Linked DNA regions of Gasterosteus aculeatus: region 2 is linked to region 1. Evidence: chromatin contacts called from public Hi-C data. All regions are on one chromosome and are shown on one strand. The core of a region is the stretch at or near the end of the contact, and the rest is flanking DNA. Distances in the headings are between cores, read along the strand shown.

Region 1 (6,885 bases), core at 408-2,907:
AACAGAACTTGTGCGACAGGCGAGTGAGCTAATAAGAGATGTTTCGGGACAACGGAGGAAACGACAGATCAGGAAGACAAACGGTCGGGATCCTCTGACGCACGCGGGCTGTGGAGTAAATGAAATACATATTTATATTTCTAGTCAGTAAACTAGTTCCGCAACTAATATTTCCCATTACAGTTTGCACTGACAAAATGCACGACTGGTGAGGCCTGTTGATCTCTGCGTGAATAACCAACGTGTCGCGTCACAGAAGAGTCCGGTTCGACCAACAATCCGGCCTCCAAAAGCTTTTTAGCTGAGGAATGACTGCAGTAAGGAAAAGGAGGCAGGGACCCCGTCCCGCTGACCCCAAAGGGGGGGGGACTTTACTGCGTTCAGACGTACAAGAGGAGGTTCGGAGTCCTGAGACGAAGGAAAGGAAATGAAATGTTTTACATACTGCAGTGAAAATTTATGACGTGGAATTTGTGCAAAGGCTGTAGTTACTGGCTCGTTCGGGACGCTCACATGAATTTACTGCTGAGATGTAAATGTCCTTTTATGGCTTGGATTTTTAAACCCAATCACTTACGTGCTCTTTGCGGGATGATATCTGGCGCTGACGCCGAGCACACCGCACAGACGTGTTTAAGTTTACACGTCCTCCTTAAATGCTGCGCGTCACGTTGGACTGATGGATTTCTCCATCGAGTGTCCCGAAGCCCTCCAGCTCAAAACACACGGCGTAGCAGAACACTTCACGTGCACCGCGACGCCAAAACAATGTCAGGTGCTGTGATTGTGAGAGTTCAGCGTTCTCCAGCGCAGCGTCCAGCTCTCCTCTAGCCGTTATCACTCGCAGAGAAAAAACAACAAAAATCTGAGGAATTTCTCCAGGGGCTCTGGGTATTTGTGTGTGTGTGTGTGTGTGTGTGTGTTGTGCGTGTTGTGTGTGCCCCGTCAGCCCTTAACCCCACCTCATTGGGCCCTAACCTCCTCTTTCCTGTGAAAGGCTTCGACTCAGGGTTGTTGTACTTGAAAATTCCATAGGAATCTCTATTTTAACACATGAAGAACTCCCTTTTAACTGCTGAAGATAAGTTTAGGTGATTTAACGGGAAAGAGGAAACCTATTGGAAGATTTAAGCTCAATCGGATTCAAGAGCCGCTAACATCTTTTAGGTTTTACAGTTTCATGCTTTTGTGTCATTGAAAGGAAAAAGAACCACAACGTGTGCACCCTGCTCGCCTTTCACTTTACACGCTGCACCCACGTTCATCATCAAGAAGGAGAATGTGGTGAGAAGAATGTGAAGTCAAAGAGAGGTCCTGATGATGTTTTGGCTGCAGACCATCCAACCTACTGCACATCAATCCCGAGCGTTCTGCCTGGACAGCAGACCCCAGACTCACCCCGGTGGGAATGCTGGGGGCCTGGCCGGCCCTGACATCCAGGCTACCACATGCTGCTTTGCTGGGGCCTGGAAGCTGTAATTATGTAGAGAGAGAGAGATTCTTTCCAAACACACACACACACACACACAGAATGACAAATGTGTAAACAGAGTAACTCGCTATGCATAACGAAGCATTCAGAGGAGGAAACGCACACAATCGCAGCACTCAAGGAACGCGTGCGCAGACACGTGCGCAGGCAGCGACTCACGCAGGGGGATGAAAAGGAGGAGACACACTCCGAGGTACGAGCGCATGTGCACGTGCACGTGTGCGCCGAGCTGCCGGACCCGTCGTAAATCAGCCAGCTCAATTAATCAAGCGGCTCCCCTGGGGGGGGGGGGGGGGGGGAGGGGCGGCTGGAGCCGGCCTCAAACCCCGCTGACGGGCCTCCGGCTCCCACAGGCCTCCGGGGGCCCGTCGCCCCCCCCCCCCCCCAGAGAATGACAGGAGGAAATAGAGAGAGAGAGAGAGAGCTGCTTTGCATTCAGTGATGTGCTGTACAAGTCAATCTCGCTGCCTGAAGGCAACACAACGCATTCTGCTTGTTTCGTTATTTCACGTTTTGAATCTAATGACTGCTGCAGCAGAGTGATGTCAGGCTTATTGATGACTCTGCTGTTCTTACTTAGCCGGTTGCCGGGTAACAAATGGCCGTGTTGTTGATGTCTTTATTTTGTGAGTTGTGTTCTGAAAGGCTTTAATGTTCTTTTTTTATTGTTGTGGTACTCAACCAAACCTTTACTTAATAAAAGTAGCAGTGCCAAAGTGAATAAATACTCAGTGACAACAATTCTCTGCAACTATTCTCATGGTATTAACAGTGGAATGTCCTTTATTATTATTAAAAAGTGGCCTCTATGAATGTGTAAAAACATTGAAATGCAGCTACACAGAAAATATTTAAGTATATCTGCAAATAGTTCAAAGCAAACGTTAGTGGCACTTTAGGAGAACCAGGGTTTATATTTTATGTCCTTTCTTAAAGCAAAAAAACACATGACTAGACTCCCGAGCTGAGAGACGTATCAGTTCAAAAGACAAAAACAGCTAAATGTGACTTATTTGTGTTTTCTGACAGTGATCGGAAAATTCATGTTTGAAATCAAAGCAATAGAACGGACCTGCTTTTATAATTTCAGTACATATTTTCTGCCTTATTTGTCAGGAATTGTACCTTTTAACCATCACAGAAATATCAGATTTGCAGCATGTGGGGAAAGAAACGCTTCATAAGAAGCAGCCATGCTGCCGGGCAGGTTTTCACGCTGCTCACTGACGCTTGTATCTCATCTCTCATCCCGACAGATCAAACTCACATCAACATCCGTCTCACTCCGCCAAGGAATAAACAAAAAAACACACAATATCTATTTCTACTCTGACTCGGATGCCACAGAAAACTAGACAAACTGCCAAAGTCGCCTGGAGAAGGAGAAGCGTGTCTCTGTGAAAACGCGGCATCGAACCAGCAGAGGGCAGGAGAGCGCCGCTCAGAGGGCGGCCGACTTCCTGTCCTCCAGGATGTGCCTGACTGCCGACTCGGGCCTTATTTCAGCCCCCGTTTGATTCCGTTACCCGGCCAGAGGAGGGGAAATAGGGCCAGCTCACAGGCAGAGGAGGACATCCGGGACGCAGTGAGACTGGATCTTTACTTAGTGTCTCATTACAACCAGCAGCAGTGCCTTTTTTGAATGTGGCTGCAGTTCAGTCACTTAAGGTCACGGCTGCCGTGTGCAGAGTCCTGTTGGCAATAATCATATTGGTTCTGGGGTTTTGTCTTTTTTTTTTTTGCATGCAGTCGATGGAGGAACTCCGCTTTTTAATCGGCTCACGCTGGCGATTTAAGATGAGATGCTCACTGAGGGGAATGACAACTAGCTGCATGTGCAGATAATTAAAAGTAGACGGTCAAACGGGCTGGACAAACAACGTGTCCCCCCCCCCAGGCAGGGACGAGCTTCAGGGGACAAAATAAGTAATGAAATACCAAAATCCATATTGCAGGACTGAGGATATCAGCAGTCATCATTTTTCTACCACCATCTGATATCGGACCATGAGTTGCAGTTTTAGCATCGAAGAAAAAAGGCTTTTGCAAAAGTAATGAGTTTGTTCGTTAAACGGATTAAGGAAATGTCGATAAGTAGCTGAGTTTTATTAAGCCATACATGTACGTCTTAAATATGAGAGTTTAATGTGATATGATTAGTCACAGCAGCACGCACGTCAAAACCCTCTTAATCCGCATGTAGATCCCATCATCTCCAACGTACAGCAGAGGAAGTGATAAAGTCTGCAGCAGGACGAGGTTGACGTGGATGAATGAGCGGCCCGTTGATCCGGGAGAACTAAAAATAGTCCACAAACTCTGCAAATGAAACTTCATTCTTCAACAGTACATTCACAATCGATGGGTAATCTATATGAATTAAACATGTCCGTCTGCCTTTTTGTTTCCAATGATTCATTCGGCCTATGGATTCTTTTTCAGATGATCACCATCTCTTCCCTCACTTCACAAATAAATAATTCACGTTTACATTTCCAACAGAATAATTCCATCGTTACGCACCATTATCAACCCCTGCACATTTCTCTAAGTAGACGGCACGCTGCTTTAAAAGGTAAGCAGCCAACAAGTGGTCTCTAGTGGAGGAAACCGGTCTCAGTGCCAATTTACTACTTGACAACCAGAGCAATGGACCAGCCTCGGTGGAAGTGGCAGTAACTGAGCAGCTGGGTGATAGATCATCACATGAAGAACCAGCATGCCCGCGGTAGTGATGGTGTGGGAGTGAGCAGAGGATTCCGCCAAAGGGCCTTAAAAAAGGGTGAAAAACATACTTGAAACTAAAGGCGTTCAAGGAATTAAACAAGTAAAAAATAATTGATGATGAAAAAGACCAACTAAACCAAACCAAACAAACAGGGTGAAGTCACTTAAGTCCTTTCCATCTGTAAAACAGTTATGGCAACAATACACCGTGTGATTGCAAACAGATCCACGGCTGCTTGATTAATTCCTGTTTGTCACAGCATGCATTAATCTCTGGTCCGCGTGGCTCTTTGGGGGCCAACATCTGCACAGCTGCACATGGGGAGAAGCCCATGTCAGGTCCAGATGGATGTCGGGACTTCTGCTCACTTGCACAATGCTCTAAATCAGGTTGCACCATGTCAGCAGTGCAGTTGACGTCATGAGCTACACGGTTGTGTTCTGGAGGGAGGAGAATAATATCCCGTATCACTGATAAATACAGTGCTGGAGGCTCCGGTTTACATATACAGGAGGGGGCATCTTACATACAGGTCATTTTTCATGTTCCATGTAACGTTTTTCGCATTTACTGTAGAATACGTGCAAAATAATACTGGAAACTGATCTAAAAGGGTTAGGAAGTCCTTTCATCGCGACATCTTCAGCGTTTTTCTAATAATGCTTTATTGCAACCTGCGTAACTCTGAAAGCCCTTTGTGCTTCGGGAGGAACAGAGTATGTAATAATACATTTCACATCCCACGTTTCAAGTTATCAAAGAACATTTATTGTCATCGAGCAACAAAGGGACGTAGAAGGAATTAAGGAAAAAAAGATACTCAACAGAAGAAGAAAAATAAGCGAGCCATCCTTCCACTGGGTTTCAAATGTCTCTATTGGGTGAAAATGGAACTCAATGGGTTGTTGAAATGCTGCTCGAAACGATGGTCACTTTTTTGCCTGGTAATGACCTCTAAGTGGTTGCGCGCCGAATAAAGAAAGATCAGAAATTAACAGCGGCATTTAAATCCGTGGAGCTGCAGGACACTTTAATGAGGCCAAACCCCAAAGGAAGCAGCTGTATCAGATCCCGTACGTGTCATCACGAGCCGTGTTTCTGAACCTGATCGAAAGTGCCGACGTCGCCCTCCCTCCAAAGGCGTGACTTGAGCCAGCGTGTCTTTCGGGCGCCACCGTCGCCGTTGGCCCGGGCCTCATTGATCGCGTGTCTGTTGGCTCCCAGCATCCGACGCCGCCCGGAGAGACACCAAGTGTCACCGCCTCCCTCCGCGACCCCTCTGAGGGGAGGCCAGCCGTCGGCCTGTCACTTTGCGCCCCGCGCCTGTCATTACGTCTGAGTGGGGAAACCGCCGCACGTCTGCCCGGGGGCCGAGCGGCCGCGCATCGGTTCAAAGGCTTCGGGGAAATAAGTCATTTCAGTCCCCCGAATGGATTTCTATAATAGAATTTTCAAGGGCAGTGGAATATTGAATAAAGCTCGTATGAGTGTTTGATGTGAGCTGATCACAACTCAGCAGAATGAAGAGTTCTGGCTTGGCTCGGTCTAATGACAGCTAAGGAAATGAGCGCAATGTCTTCAAATACAAATCCTGCAACGTGCGCTCGCTGCATGACAAGTAGGAGAAGTCCTTCTTTTCCTTCCAGCGAACATAACACAACGCCAAAGTAAAGGGGGGGGGGGCAGATGCATCGTTTCAGCCTCATCGCGAAAACCCACACAGTTCAATAAAAAACCTCTGCAAATCGTATTCCATTTGCCATAAAGACAGATGGGCAACATGAAAAAACACATCATAAGCATGCAGAGCATCAAATAACCAAGGTTGAGATGTTAGATGAAACATCAATCCTCAAGGAGGGCAGATGGGCCCCGTGTCCTCTTCAATGATGGCGCTGTCCTCCGTTGTCCCTGACAACCAGCGAAAACAACTAGATGAGTAGATGAGACAGAACGGAACCTTGAGAACGCACGTTTTGTGAAACCCAACCATCAGACGTCCAACTTTGTGGTGAGTGAGATCCTCCTTCGGATTTATAAAGCAGGTCTGTGCCCACGTTGAGAAACCGCGTCCCCTCGATGAAGCACGTTTCTGACCAATCAGAGCAGACTTTGTCCGGCCGTTGAAGACACGGGCACTGAGTGTGAAGGCAGATGTGTCCGGACAGACAGAATTCCGGACATTAAAGAACAACAGAACCAAAAATACAAGTAAGAATCGAAAAAAAAGTATCTCCCCTTTAAGATAATTAATTAGACAATAAATAATGTCCTCTCAGAGTCCCATCGGTAAGATCGAAGGAGAAGGAGGAGGAGGAGGAGCTGCTGTGCAGCAGCAGTTATGGTCTGACTGGTGCTCAGCAGTTCATCAGACCAGTTGTCACTTTGCATCAAACACCCGCCGCCCGCCAGCCCTTCACTTGCAATCATCTCCCTTCATGCATTAGGCTCCCGAAATGGGAGGCTTCCTTTAGACTCAGCAACGCGGGAAAACCGACTTTCAACGACGGATACGGGGTCCTTTGCTTTCAACGGAATATGTTCGCCCCCGAGAGGGGAAGCGCGGGGGCGACGGTCCTCACAAGCCGCTGCAGTCTTGTGCTTAACAAACGGACGGCACCAACCCCCTCGTCCCGGACACTGGGCTGCTTATTTTACACTGGAC
Region 2 (7,326 bases), core at 1,240-3,739, 76 kb after region 1:
GACTGGGCCGCAGACCGGGTTAACTGGTGCAGATCAAGCTGATAAGGCACACCTGCTGCTTTCTCATCCTCCGTCTGCTCCGCTCCGCCACCGTCCGAGTGAGACTGTGCAAACGCGTCAGCTGTAGCAAACCTCGTCTCTGTTGCTCACGGTCGTGTTTTTATTCGTTAAAGAGCGTATTTGATTTAGTGTGTGATCGCCTTGAAAACACTCCTTTTGCTCGTCTCAGCGGCTCATTTTCTGCAAAGGAGGGTTGTACCTTCTCATGCTTGTGATTTCAGCAAACACCTGTCGGGCCAGACAATCTATCATTTTTTTACAAGGTGACATAATTTATGCAACTCTGCAGCAGTTCAATGTCTGATTCCGTCATGTGCAAGTTGAAAATGACCAATCCTGCCTAAAGCTGCTCACATATTATACGTGCAGCAGGCTTTCAAATAAGAAACCCACAGCAGTCAGACTCTCAGGGCAGCTGGTGTAAACAAGTCAGATGGTGCAAAGGGCAACGAGGGCCGCGCAGGCAGGGGGGTGCGGGGGGGCCGGGGTGGATGGATCCAACAAACACGGGGCCGTCACCAACGAGACAAACAAAAAGTCATCATTGATTTATTTGATAAGTTACGCAGCCTGAATAATAATAATAAATACATATTCAAAACACAAACCACAATCTTTTACTGCTAAGCTCTCTAATCTGTTCCAAACTGAACCTTGGTAGGCATTTGCACATGTGTGTGTGTGTGTGTGTGTGTGTGCGTCTGCAATTGCTCTTTCATGTGTATTCATGCAGATTGCAATCTCTCTCGACCAGTTCTGTGATCCATATTTCAGGGGCCTTGGATTGAATAATTCCAGGGTCCTGCTTCTATTTCGAGGCCTCCTGAGACCGTGAAGGTCCAAAGAGAATATGTGAAGCCCTGTTTGAACCACTGAGGCAAGATTGAATGGAGAATACATTTTAAAGTAATCTTGAACGTAATCTCGAAAGTGCAACATAGTTATTTTTTTTCAACCAGGTTACATAAATCAATACGATTACATTTTTGAACCAAACATCGGTCTCATATTTAATTCCTCAGCATGCAGAAACTTCAAGATTCACCGGCTCACAGTAATGTTCTGTGGCTTTACGTGAAATACAAGCGCATGTGGAAAAAACCCAAACAGCGTGAACCAAGCAATTATTTTTTTTAAGACACTGCTCGGATGGAAAAACTGTAGAAATAAAAAATGCACAACTCAAAGTGGAGCTCAGCAAAACCCCTGATATCCATCTGTAATTGTGTCCCTGACTTGCTGGAAAATGCTGGACTTTTATTGTATTGTTCAGGAAGGGAGGTAGACCTCATCACCTCAAACGTCCCAGAAACGGACGAAATACAGTCTCACAGTTACAGCCAAATACGGAAGCAAGTACTATTCAGATAAACAGATTTCCTAAAGCAGTTGGTAAATGGATTTTTACAATCCTCTTTCGATCTGTGTTTGTCTGACCTTTCTGTTGGTTCAGATCAGCCGTTAGCGTTATCAGAGCTGCTAACAACGTTAGCGACCCATCTAAGCACCTGGCAGGAAAAAACGACATCCCTTCAAGGTTTACTGGTTTAGTGCCCATTTGGGGCGCACGCCAGTTTGGAACCGACACCACGCCATAAATCACCAAGCTGAGGAGCGATTGTAATTATCTGGAAGCTCGTATCTCGTATTCATGGGCTACTTTACTGCCTTCGTACAATCCCTGCGAAGGAACATTCAGGTAGTAAAATATGAAGAAGCAGAGGTTGAACATCCCGTAAACAACTTGATTTGGTTGCAAATGATTTACTCAAATGAAGGTTTGTAGGAACCTCTTGTTCCTAAAGCATCTCCAAACATTCTATTAATCTCTGTGGAACCCCCTGGTATACAAGTAGTTTGCTCGCGCCAGCTTCACCGCCGGGACCGCGAACCGAGCGCGGAGTCCCGCTTCAAACGGCCTGGGCGATGCGCTCCACAGGGCCCGTCCTTGCTCATTTTGGGTTTATTAATATCGCACTGACTTCTATAAACCCTCACGCACGCCCTGGTGGACACGAGGCCACGTCCCCCGCGGCCGTTGGGAGGATGTTCCTACAGAATGGGAGAATTTACGGTTCCCGCTTAAAACGCCAAACGAAAACCACGAGATAACGGGAGCTCCTGCGGCTTTGGTGCACCGAGCGAAGGAGAAGGCGGCATGCCATGTGGACGGTAGACGTGTCCCCCCCCCTGCTGGCCTGTTGTGATGATTCACGTCTTCAGCCTCGGATCGTGTCCTCGTTGTATATTTTGGTTTGACCTCAGCGGATCAGCTTCACTGCGCTTTTCACTTCTGCTTTCCTCGAGTTCAAGGGTGGAGGCCACTTCTCCAACGACAGCGTTCAGTCGACCCTCTGTGGAGGGATAAGGAACAGTAGTTGTGAGTCATGACACAGAAAGGGTTTCACAACAGCTCGCTGGATGGACCTCTCACCCACACAAAACGAAAAAAGGAGGGTGAGGAATTCTGCTTCCCAAAAAACAGTCTTTGTATGTGTGCAACTGCTGCAGCAGGAAGAAATAGGATTCAAACCTTAAAACCCTTCCTCCAATCATCCACAATCTAATCACAACTGACTGAAATAATACTTTCACAAGTTTTCTTCCCTCTGTCTCCTTTTTATGATCGATTAGAGAATCTGTTCTGACGCCCCGCTGTGCCGGGCTTTTGTTCCAATCAGTAATTACATTTTTCTCCCACATACTGTTTATCGAATCCAACCGCTACGCTGTCTAACCAACCATCCAGACGGATGATATATTAGTTTTAATGTGTGCTGATGAACACTGATGAAAATGTCTCAACTCAACCGCAAATAGCAAAGTCTCGTGAAAGGTGACATGTAAATTGGGTCTTTATCTCTCCATCCAGCGTGTAGTTTTAATTATATCATCTTATGTCTTTAGTCAAATTGCTGTTGCAATTTTGTAGGAACAATTAAACACCATCTAAAGTATCACTGAACACAATATGCTCAATCGCCTTACATTGAATAAAGAGCATGAAAGTTTATTCTCCTTGAGACTGAGAATGTGCCAACATTACAACCCTTCTTCTAAGCAGCCGACATGTTATATGCAAATAAACTCACGATGGGTTTTATCTGCTCTGGTTCCAGCACTTTTCCTGTCATTGTCTTTGCATAACGGTCGACCCCACCCACGGTCGACCCCACCCACCCATTATGGAGGTTAAAACAAACAAGTGTTACGTTACTCTTTGTCAGTTTAACAGTACAAAGTCCCCTCCCCTGTTTTTTTTTTCTGCTAATCTGCTGCTGTTTTGGTCTCAGTCGGCCCATCCTCCCCGGCTCGGTGGGGGTCACGCTGCTCGCCGAGGGCCGTCTGCAGACTTGTTCCGGAGCAAACATTCCCTGCACACGTTTCGCCTCCGTGTATATTTACGTTATTAAGACGGGACTCACTGGATCGGTAATGTACTTCATTGTGTAGAGAAGGTTTCTCTATCAAAGCCCTGCGGGGTCAATGCACCACCAAACATCCTCACCACACGGGGTTCACTCAACAACAACAACAACTCACACATGCAGCCGACACACAGGAGGCATCACAGGCTGGAAGAAGTTTCACCACAAAACAACCTAAAAGATGCATGTAAAAAACAGCAAGTGGCAAATTTCACATGAGAGCCACAAGTATTTACCTCCAGGTAAAATGAAAAAAAGGTTCATGTTTACTCGTCCCGTGCAGGATGGGCCCCAGCACTCTAAATCCTCTTTACCGATAAAGAGCCTTTAGCAAAGCACGAAGCCAAATACAACGAGTCCATTGTCACGGCAGACGCTCCGACTTGTCGCAGCAAGAGAAGCACAGGTGGAACTAATGGCATTCGTTTAAGAGCAGCGCTAAGCTAAGTAACTGTGGCCATTAATGTTGTTATTTATAGCTGCAGTTTTCCTGCTACGGCAGGTCAAAATGTGTTAAATAAAAGGTGCTTTTAATCTTGCAAAACACAGCTGGTTAAATATACCTTTCTTAAAGGGAGGTGAAGAGGCCACAAAAAACCACAACAAAGGGACACAGTTTCCACCATGCTAGGATAAACTAGTCGCTTCATGGCTACTTAACACAAAAAAAAACCCAAATGTTATCAGCGAGTCCCAAAAATGGAAAAACAATAAATGTTTTCTGTTTCTTTCACCTATTTGAACTTTATCTTACATGCATTTGGACAGCGCCAACTGCTTTGTTATGGATTTAAACACTTAAAAGCAGGTATACAAACAATGGAAGGTGGTGAACCTGAAAAAAGAAGCTACACACATGCAAACCGCTAACGAGCGCTAACTGCAGGTGAGAGACGGCGCTTCCTGAGCCACAGGGAGAAATGAGTGCCGAGGGCGTCCTGGGAAAGGGACGGGAATACTAGTGGCGAGGCCAAACAATGAGTCGGTACCATCTTTTAAATGAAATTTACAGCTCATTAATAATAGAACTTAAATTTAAAGATGGCACTTTTCTACAAAGCCAGCGATTATTTTCTGTGCAGCAGAAGCTCCGTGCTGCAGAGGGTAGACCCGTGGTCCTGTGAATGCCTCGCTGATCGAACTCGACTGGTGCTGAGGCGTCCGACGCTCGGCGTCTTCCACAGCGCGTTATCGCAGACGGGATCTGCCCGCCGCGAAGTCAGCATATTGAATTCTGCTCTCCGTCCGCTGATGGACTCCGGCAGTTTTAATTGAGTTGTTTAGTGTCTTCACACTGGCAATCTAATCCTGACGTCGATGTCAAAGGCGGGAGGGGGGGGGGGGGTTGGCTCGGCGTTAATCACAAATGATTATCATTCATGGGCTGCTGAATCCCTGGAGGCCGGAATTATTGAATCTGTCTTTCAAAGGGGACGTTGAGTTTTCGATCGACTGCACTATTTTATAGTGAAAAATAATTAGTTATCAGTGGAATAATTCAACTCCAATCAGGGTTGCTGATTGCAACCAACTGAATGCCTCTTTTCTCGTCCCAGTCGGTGCATCGCCGTGGTAACCGCGTTGCAGAGGACGTCCTCGCCGTAATAACCCTTCTTTAGAAGGCTTAGAGAACTACATTGGCCTTCGGGTAACGTAAGACTCCGTAGACTTTATATCAGAAGCGGTTGCATTTTACCGAATGGTTTGAGGAGCAACGTTTTGAAGCCTCTTGTGTCGGCAGTTTCTCTGTCGCCAAGCGCATGAATGGAGGTTACCGCACGCGTCTAAAGTGAACTGTGCTTTATCGTCTACTAAGTGAACATCCTGCTGTATTGAAAACTTAAAACCAGATGGTGAGAAAATAAAGTGTATGTCATATTTACTGAGATAATAAATAAATAAAGAAGTAGAGTAATAGTGTCATACACTTGTTTACAACCAGGGTTGTAACCCTGAGCCTTACACGAGAATTAGTGATTTTTACACGTCAATAGACAAAACGTCATTGTATCTTTAGCACCTGAACTGTGTGAGTCTGGTTTGATCAGATTTGACGCTATTTCAAATAATGGAACATCCTAATTAGCACACACAAGTAGAAACACAATCATTACCAATTAGTGGCAGAGAAATCTCATTTTAGAACTTTGGGAAAAGTTGTGGGTTTTATCCCTGAAAATGTGAGTAACTACTTCTTTCCATCGAGGAAACTTAGACGAGGAATATTTGAATTTTTTTATTTTTTTCACACAAGCAATTAAATAGAACTAATATGTATGTAGTGACCTCTAATTAATCGAGCACAATGTGTAATCAGGTAAAATCCCACCCCGTGCTCTCGATGTAATAAACTGTAACCTCAAAGCAAACACCTTTCTCTTTCTCCTCCTGGTCACTCAAGGACCCTGCGATGTCGACGTCCCGGGGGAAACGTATCGCGTCATGCACATCAATAGACAAAGTGTGATTGCATTAGTTTTATCCACCGTGAAATCACCTTTTTATTCAATCTCATGAAACACATTCAAAACACAACGACGCATTCAGATTCAACGTGGACATCTTCCAAATTGTTTTTATTTCAAACCGGCATTTATTTTTTTCATGTGTGTAATGACAGAAGGACACAGAAGGACGGCATCTTGGATTCGACTGTAATATGACGCTAAAGAAGTTTACTTATGTCTTTTTTTTTTTCTATCGCTGGTGGTAAACCGACTTGTACTTTCATTTTGAGGGACAGTCTCACGCCCATTTACGATGTACAGAAAGTACTTTCAGATCGTACTTTCCACGGTTACACCACTAATTACACCCCAGGATAAGAAAACATGCCTATAATTGATCTTGTCACACATAAGCGGCCCTGAGGCTTTAATAATGCAGCAGGGTTGCACATGAATTATGGTGCCGTTAATTTGATGCAGAGTGATCCCTCTCTGCTGCTGTAGCTCTAATATTTGGCTCTGCAGCTCTACAATTGGATGTTTGCAGCCAAGAGTGTTAGTGTTCATACACATTTCAGTCCAAACAGCAGGGAACTGATGCAGCTGTGATATGATCAGCGACACATCTGTCTAACCCCCCCTCTGCTCCACCACCACCTCCTTTCTACCGCTTGTCTTCCTTTTGTCTCCTCGTGCTGCTATTTTCAAGCTAAAATATTCTGATGTTTTTTCCCTTCACATATGATGCAGACATGTTGTTTTCCAATAACCTGAGACAGGTAACCTCTTCAATCCATCGCTCCTGACCATAAGGAGTTAATTTGAACATGAAATACTCTTCAAATGAGACAAAATGAATGTATTTCTGCAGCATGAACAAGTTTATTTTTATTTCCTCTCCTCGGTTGAACGGGCAGAATGAACGCTTGCTTTCGTATTTGAGTCAGTGTTATAAGTAGGCGACAACTATTGGAACAATACGCGGATCCAGGCTGTCTCCAGTGAAGTAAATGTTAAATAAAAACGGTTGAATAAAATCCCTTGAACAGCATGAAGGGCATTAATAGACAAATAATGATTGGTAACTGTGACTGTTGACACTATTTAAATAATTTAAATTCATACAAATTGTGTCATTCATTAAACACACACAACATTTAAGGAAATTTGCATTTTTGTTTGGAGTTGGCTGAAAAGACTGATATCACTTCTACTTATGCATCAGAATACTAAGTAGGAATTAATGAGCTTCTTTATGTCCAGGAAAGATATTCACACTGACCGGCAAGCAGAGAGTTTTAGGGTTTTTTGGGTTAAAATATTTTAATATATATATAAATAAATATTTGACTGACTTTGTCTAATTAAAGCTTTGACAGAAACCCAAATGT

Evidence for each region. Hi-C and Micro-C count contacts between places; a contact is called where the count stands out from the background.
Region 2: a contact with region 1 is called in a Hi-C map of skeletal muscle, with 6 times the contacts expected there. The contact joins two enhancer-like sites. A contact is called at or near these places in 3 of 6 Hi-C or Micro-C datasets (skeletal muscle and tail fin).

The regions. Positions count from the first base shown.
Region 1 is chr4:3,534,239-3,541,123 of fGasAcu3.hap1.1, forward strand. No RefSeq gene overlaps it. Among protein-coding and RNA genes, the nearest start is that of ankrd50, 54 kb to the right of the region's middle. Within about 2 kb of position 1,658, at least 1 of the 9 cell types and tissues checked has open chromatin away from gene starts, as enhancers often do.
Region 2 is chr4:3,609,227-3,616,552 of fGasAcu3.hap1.1, forward strand. All of the region lies in intron 1 of LOC144406283 (a long non-coding RNA gene), which reads left to right. Among protein-coding and RNA genes, the nearest start is that of LOC144406282, 10 kb to the right of the region's middle. Within about 2 kb of position 2,490, at least 2 of the 9 cell types and tissues checked have open chromatin away from gene starts, as enhancers often do.